2 separate regions of the Anas platyrhynchos genome follow, and region 2 is linked to region 1. A link is a contact called in public Hi-C data. All regions are on one chromosome and are shown on one strand. Each heading gives the region's core, a stretch centred on a gene start, on an enhancer-like site or on the middle of the called end of the contact. The rest is flanking DNA. Distances are from core to core; before and after follow the strand shown. Region 1 has its middle 11 kb from the start of DMTF1. Region 2 overlaps ELAPOR2 (endosome-lysosome associated apoptosis and autophagy regulator family member 2).

The links. A called contact is a pair of places that touch in the nucleus more often than the background predicts.
Region 2: a contact with region 1 is called in a Hi-C map of F5 follicle, with 4 times the contacts expected there. The contact joins two enhancer-like sites. A contact is called at or near these places in 6 of 8 Hi-C or Micro-C datasets (F1 follicle, F5 follicle, liver and 2 more).

The regions. Positions count from the first base shown.
Region 1 is chr1:7,838,452-7,841,574 of IASCAAS_PekinDuck_T2T, reverse strand. No RefSeq gene overlaps it. Among named protein-coding and RNA genes, the nearest start is that of DMTF1, 11 kb to the right of the region's middle. Within about 2 kb of position 1,269, at least 2 of the 8 cell types and tissues checked have an H3K27ac peak or open chromatin away from gene starts, as enhancers often do.
Region 2 is chr1:7,929,790-7,933,152 of IASCAAS_PekinDuck_T2T, reverse strand. It overlaps ELAPOR2 (endosome-lysosome associated apoptosis and autophagy regulator family member 2), which reads right to left. Exons shown (of 22, transcript XM_027460197.3): 5 at 2,346-2,432. Among named protein-coding and RNA genes, the nearest start is that of ELAPOR2, 70 kb to the right of the region's middle. Within about 2 kb of position 1,737, at least 3 of the 8 cell types and tissues checked have an H3K27ac peak or open chromatin away from gene starts, as enhancers often do.

The sequences.
Region 1 (3,123 bases), core at 20-2,519:
TTAAAGAAGGAGTTCAAATTCAAGAAACAAATTAATACAGATGTTTGCCAGTGAGGTATTTTGGGGCTATTGCATCAATGTTAATCAAACTTCACAGCATTTGGGGACAATAGATAATGTCATTCTTACCTCAGAAGTGGAAAACTTGCCAAACTCACAATAGAGGAGAGATAAAGAGGTGGTAAAATGCATTAGCCTATAACTGTGCTTGGACCAGAGTTTAAAATTTGCCTTTAGGTGGAACTGAACTGTGCTATAAAACCCTGTCGTGAAACCGTGAATGTCTGTATAGGAGCCTAAACTGGGACGTGTCACACCATGAGAACAGCTGTGTTCTCATGGTGTGGATGTGGGGATGCTCAAGAGACAAATCTATTTTAAACTCAGAATTTTCCTTATCAGAGAAAGACTTTGAGTATTGATAACAATATTTTAATGATATTGCTTATGTCTATGAATATTTTACTGAAAACCAGAAATTTTTGTTTCAGAACTTCTTTAGTCTGTGATCAAATCCCCCCCCAAGAATGTCACTAGTAATTGCTTTATCACCTTTAATTTCATTTTATTTTGAGAAAAGCCTCATTTTTGGAAAAGGCTGAATTGATAACTGAGTAGTGCTTATTCTTGACCAGGATGAGTGACCCTACCCCTATACCTCACCTCTTTCCATATGTCCATATGTGGGGATTTCTTCCATCCAGCCGTGGGTTATAATGCATTCACATAAAGCTGTTCAAATTGAAAGGTAATAATTATTTGCCATGAGAAAATGGAAACCAGAGAAAGTTCTAAGGAAATCCATCTCTCATATATGCTGCTGGCTGTTACCGTCATTTTGAATTGGTTTTGCATTATTTTTGTCTCTTTGTGATAAATATGTTAATCTGGACTCACCTATTCCTCATGGCCAGAACACAAAACAGACATTTTGTTGTTGTTGCTGTTAATTTACCAAGAAGTTAATTCTCTCTGACATTTTTTGAGAATAAGCAATGTAATGAAGTTCTACAGAAAATTTCTGGGAAAGCGCATCATGCTTTTGTCACTTCTTCAGTGCTATTTTCACATCTCTCCCAGCTCTTCACGCACATAATGAAGCTATTACGCACCATGAGGATAAAGAATAGCTGCACAGAAATGACTGAATTTAGCTGGCAGGCTCCCTGAAGGTCACAGAGCTGGGGAATCTGCACAGTTTCGCACAGTACTCGGGCACAGAACTTATCCTGATGAACCTAGACAGGAGTCACATCCAAATTCCCTGATCTGGATGCTACCAAGTCTGGGTGAAGGCTGGATGTAGATAAAGTCTCCACAAGTGGCCTTTTCTGCCTCTCAGCCTTGACCTCAGCTACAGGCAGTGCTCAGTTTAGGAAACATTCAGAGCTGAGTGGAGAGAACTTTGGAAACACGCACCTGAAACCTGATTTTTAATGTTGGAGTCTGATGTTTTTCCTGCAAATGAACAATGTCCTAAAGCCAAGGCAATTCCATCAGCCTGAAAAAGCAGGATAAAACAGGCTGGATCCTCCCTAACATCAATTAGAAGGGCTTCTATGGCTGAATCATCATTACAAAGGGAAAGGCAGGGGAAAAAGGCAAGACCTGGTGTGCATCAGACCTGGAAATCAGACCGGCCTGGTTCACAGATGCTGCTACAGCAGGCTGCAGGCAGCTCTGGGATTAAAGGCACAGCATAAAAAGGCAAAAGAGGTAGAAAAAAACAAAATAACAAATTAAGGCACCAATTTCAGCCACTTCTCTGCACATATATCAGCAATATTTATTTGTTCTTTTATTGAATAAAAACCTTGAGTCCTTACTGTACAATGTCTTGGCTTTGTTTCCATATTTCCCTTTTACTCCTCACAGCTACATGTGATGTCCAATGCACACTACAGCAATACCTGAATTATTGAAAGCTGTCAACTCAAGAGGGCTGAGATGCTTTAAAATACCTGAAAAGGCTGATGTGACATCTGACATCTTTTCAGCCATGCATTTGGTTTGGGTATTTTTCTAGGTGTTTTCATATGCGTAACCAGAACTGACTTTTTTTTTTCTTAAAGCATTAGGAGTTGCTAGGCTTCCTGATCACAGGGCTGTTTGCCATAGCTGTCCAAGACATAATGAATGATATTCCTCAGTGATCTGCAAAGAAAAGTCTGAAATGGATTTGACGTAATTGTGGAAGGACCTGAAATTCAACCTCTTTAAATTCTACAAAATACTCCCTTGATTTCAATGGGTCTGAAGAGGGTCCTAAATACTCAAATATTACCTAAAAAAAAAAAGTATGGCACTGACTCCCAAAGTGTATGTTCCTCATGTAAATTCACAGAACCTGTCAACCTGTCATGCTTGAAGTTCAGAATATATTTACGTATTTACATGCTGTGAATCCGGAGAGTTGATATTTTCAATTTCCCAGCAGGACTGTGCCGAAAAAAGTGAAGCCCCTGCAGGTGTTGAGTGCATGTGTTTCCTTCATATGGATGGTCACGTTGTGGTAGAGGTAAGAATAGGAAAGAAGTGGATCTCAAGACTGCAATCTTAACATTGACAACTTTCAGCTTTCTTTCCAAACTATCTGATTGATGACAGAACGTTTTAATTGGCTTACTGTTCATTTGAGGGAAAAAATGCTATTTTTTATTCCTTTTTCTTCTTGTCACTCCTGCTGCAGAGATGCCTTTCTTTCTCGAGCAGAGATTTTTCTGATCCCTGCTAACATGCCTCACCAGCTGCAGAGACAAAAAAGAATTTCTTACTCGGATAACTCAAAATCACCTGTTAGAGGCAGGCCAGATGTCCTTTCACTGCTCATTAGACTGATGGCTAAAACTGTTTTTTTAATGATATAATGACTCATTGTCTGCTGGTAGCTTTGCCTTGGCATCAGTGTTCGAAGTTTTTTTTTGTAAATTTCAGGAAAAAATAATGGATTTAATGAAAGGAGCTGGAAATACAGGGGCAGATTTTGCTGCTAGCTGAAATATCCCCTCCAAATCCCTTGCTATCACCGAATCACCTCTGCCATCACCTGCACCTCCTTCCCCTGCATCCCTCTCCATCTAGATGATGAGTTGCACTGAAAGGTGCCCTGCCAGCAGCCACAGG
Region 2 (3,363 bases), core at 488-2,987, 91 kb before region 1:
ATGACAGTTAGCAGGCACTCCCTCACCAAGGAATTATTTTTTACTTCCATTACTCAGATTTTTTGCACCCAAGCAATGATCTTGGCTTTTCCTGAGCTGCTTAGGGAGTCGAGAAGTAATGGGGAGACACCTAGGCAGGTGCTGTAGAGACATCTCTGAAAAGCGTCAAAGTAGAAGTAATAAAAAAGCTATTTGACACCCCAGTTTAATGGAAAAACACCGAAGCTGCTTTTGAACTGGTAAAAAGAGCTAGGAAAATCTGCTCCTGCATTTATCCAGCTACCTCTGGCACTCAGGAACATTTACCTCTAGCTGGATATTCATTGTTTTTAAAGCCTTGAGATACATTTAAAAAAAAGGGGGGGGGGACGGACAAATGTTTGAAAATCCAGGCTTACATGTGAGTTTTCTATACAGGCAAAGCTTTAAAAATCAAGCTTTGCCTAACACTACAACTTCATGAACACTAAGCCAGCACAAACCATGGATGTCCCAGTCTGCAGTCCCATCCTTCCTGCTCATTACTGACCCTGAACAACAAAGGAGGCACAGGAAAGCACCGAGCTTCCAGCTGCTTTGACCTACTTGTCTTCACAATGTGGTTCAGCAGGCAGCTGCACAAGCCTGGGTGGTGGGTTGGTGGCACCATGGGCAGGACAAACAGAAGGAGGAAGGCAGGACTACTTTCAGTAGTGTGATGGTGCCTGCTGACTTCAACTCACCTATATTACTACAGCATCATTCTAGACACTAACAGCAGCAGGTTTACTGAGACCCTACTTGGCCTATAAAGCTGTACTGCATCCACTAGTACAAGATGCTCTCTGCCAACACAGCAATGCTGGCCTGAAGGTGCTCTATCTTTGTATAACTACCCTTACACAAGAATAGGGCTAAACTCTACCAGTATAAGGATCCAGGATATTGGAGTTTAAATCCATGCTGAGCAGCCCTGGCAGGGCTACAGTTTTTGTTCTTCTAGGATAAAGAGTCCGAAAACTCAGCAAAGTAGAGACACAGCACATATTGCCTCCGCTTCCCAGACAACTACAATCCAGAGAAGCACTGGGAGCTGGGTTACTGCAGGCAACAGCAGAAGTGGGACCACATTGATTCAAACTACGCTATTGTTCATGGTGTAGAGATACCCAACATTAGCTGTGGTGCAGCGGGACTAGCATGCTGAAAGCAGAGCTGCAGCAACTGGAATGCTGGGGCCAGAGAAGCTGGCATGACTACATTTGCAGAACAGATAAAAGCCTCAAGGAGATCCAGAACAGCCATCTCACCTGGCTCACATTTACATTTCAGCCAGGCATGCAAGCAGCCTTCCTATCAGTGGACTTGCACTTGCACATCCCGAACGAGGAGCTCATATGGCACCATATCCTGTGCAGATGCAGTCTACTTCTTTTTGTTCACCCAAGTCAATGGCCTGGCCTCAGATCCACCTCTCAGTCCATGCCAGTCACCCCTTCTGACACAGCTTTCCTGCCTCCCAACGTGATTCAGGCAGGGTTTGCACCTGAGCTATCAGGCACTGCCAACCGGAGCTGGCTCGGGAACACAGCTTGTCCTCCAGGAAGATAAGCAGACAATGGAAAACAGAGAGCAGGCTGCTCTCTATGCCAATAAAAACCTTTTTATTCTGGCGTAATGTCATCTACGCTGGGCCTTTGCTGGCATGGCTCTGGGAATTAGGGTATGATGGCCTAGTGGAAAACAGGCGTCAGCATGAGCTAATGAGTCTACACGTGGTCTGCGCAGAGAACAAGCTCAGCTGGCTGGGCTATCAGCCAGGGAAAGAGCTGCTGCTCCCAACGTGGACACACTTATGTTTGCCACAGGAGCCACCCTGGTGCTGCCAGCTTGCTTTTTAACAGAATAAGTTCAAAAGCACAAGTTGGGTGCATGCACTTGGGAATAAAACGCCAGTCCCGCCTGCCTGCACATCACACACGTGCCCACCACTCGCAGCCTTGGCTGAGTGACAAGGAATAATCTCATGGCCTCACAAGCAAACAACTGTTGTAGAAGATTGCAATTACAGTCATGCCGAGTGATTGTGGAATGTGGATTTGCATCAATCTGTTTAGCCTCTTAAAGCACTCAATTCAAGGAAATCGATAGAAAGTTTTTCATCTCTATCATCTGCTTCGGGATCAGCCCCCTAGAGATCTTGGTGATTTTTCCCATAGTACCAGCAAGCTGTGCTTCTTCACATGCATTCACAGGATCTGATCCTTGTTTGTTCAGAGGAAGTCACAGACATTTATAAATGAAAAAACAAACAAACAAACAAACAAAAACACCACACTTGATGAAGTAATTCTTTGCACACTTACAGAATGAGAGCCCCATTCCCCATTGTCTGTCAGCTTCACCCACTTGTCTGCCGTGGACTCCATCTCTTTGCACTGGTCATTTTGTATCTGTTAGTTAAAACACAAGATGGTGATCACAATCAGATGCCTCTCTCTGTCAGCATAATGACTGCTGGCAGGGAATGATAAAATTCAGCTTTGTTCCTGTTGTCTACATATTTAGGACATCAGCTGCCTTATTGGGGTGGGGGGGGGAACTTTCAAAACCTGCTGGAAGCTTACAGTGCCTCTGATAACAGCAACCCTGATGCAGATGAAAAAAAGAGCAGGAGGAGCAGATCTCAGCCTTGTTCTCTCACTGTCTGGTTAGATTTGGATGCTGAGCATCTTGTTGTGGCTGCTTCCTCCTTCTCCCAAGCTCACAAGAGCCAGTTCTTAAACCTAGAGGTCCTAAGCCCCTATATCAGGGGAGAGTTAGGAGAGGACAGCCGAAGGCTAGATGACAAGCTGCTTTCTCCAACATGCTTTCTGGTGCAGCCAATATATACACTGTCTGTTTGGCTCCCTGCCTGCTGACCTCAGAGATGAGAGTGATGTTCTCCAGAGAGAGGGCACATGCCATGGGGTCTGTCCTGGCAGAGGTACAAGGCCAGCTGTCCCTTGGTCAGGCCCAGTGCAGCCCTACTGCTTCTCCTTACAGCAGCGTAAGACACTTGGCCTCAGAGCTTTCCACTCTTCTCATCGCTGTCTTCTCTGAAGATATAGTACCAAGTCCCTTTGATGTATGAGTTCAATTACTCAGCCTTTATTCCAACAGGGAGAGAGGCCATTTCAAAGCTTTGCGCTACAATTTAGAACACCTGGGGTCAAGTCTCTTCCTCAAACTTGCTCAACATCCCACCTGAAATAAGTCATATAACCCCACATCTTCCAGATCAGCTGCACACTTAATTCACACCTAATCCACTGCTACTGAAATGCCACTGTCCAAAGTTTCACAGAAACATAGAACAGTTTGGGTTGGAAGGGACCTTAGAGA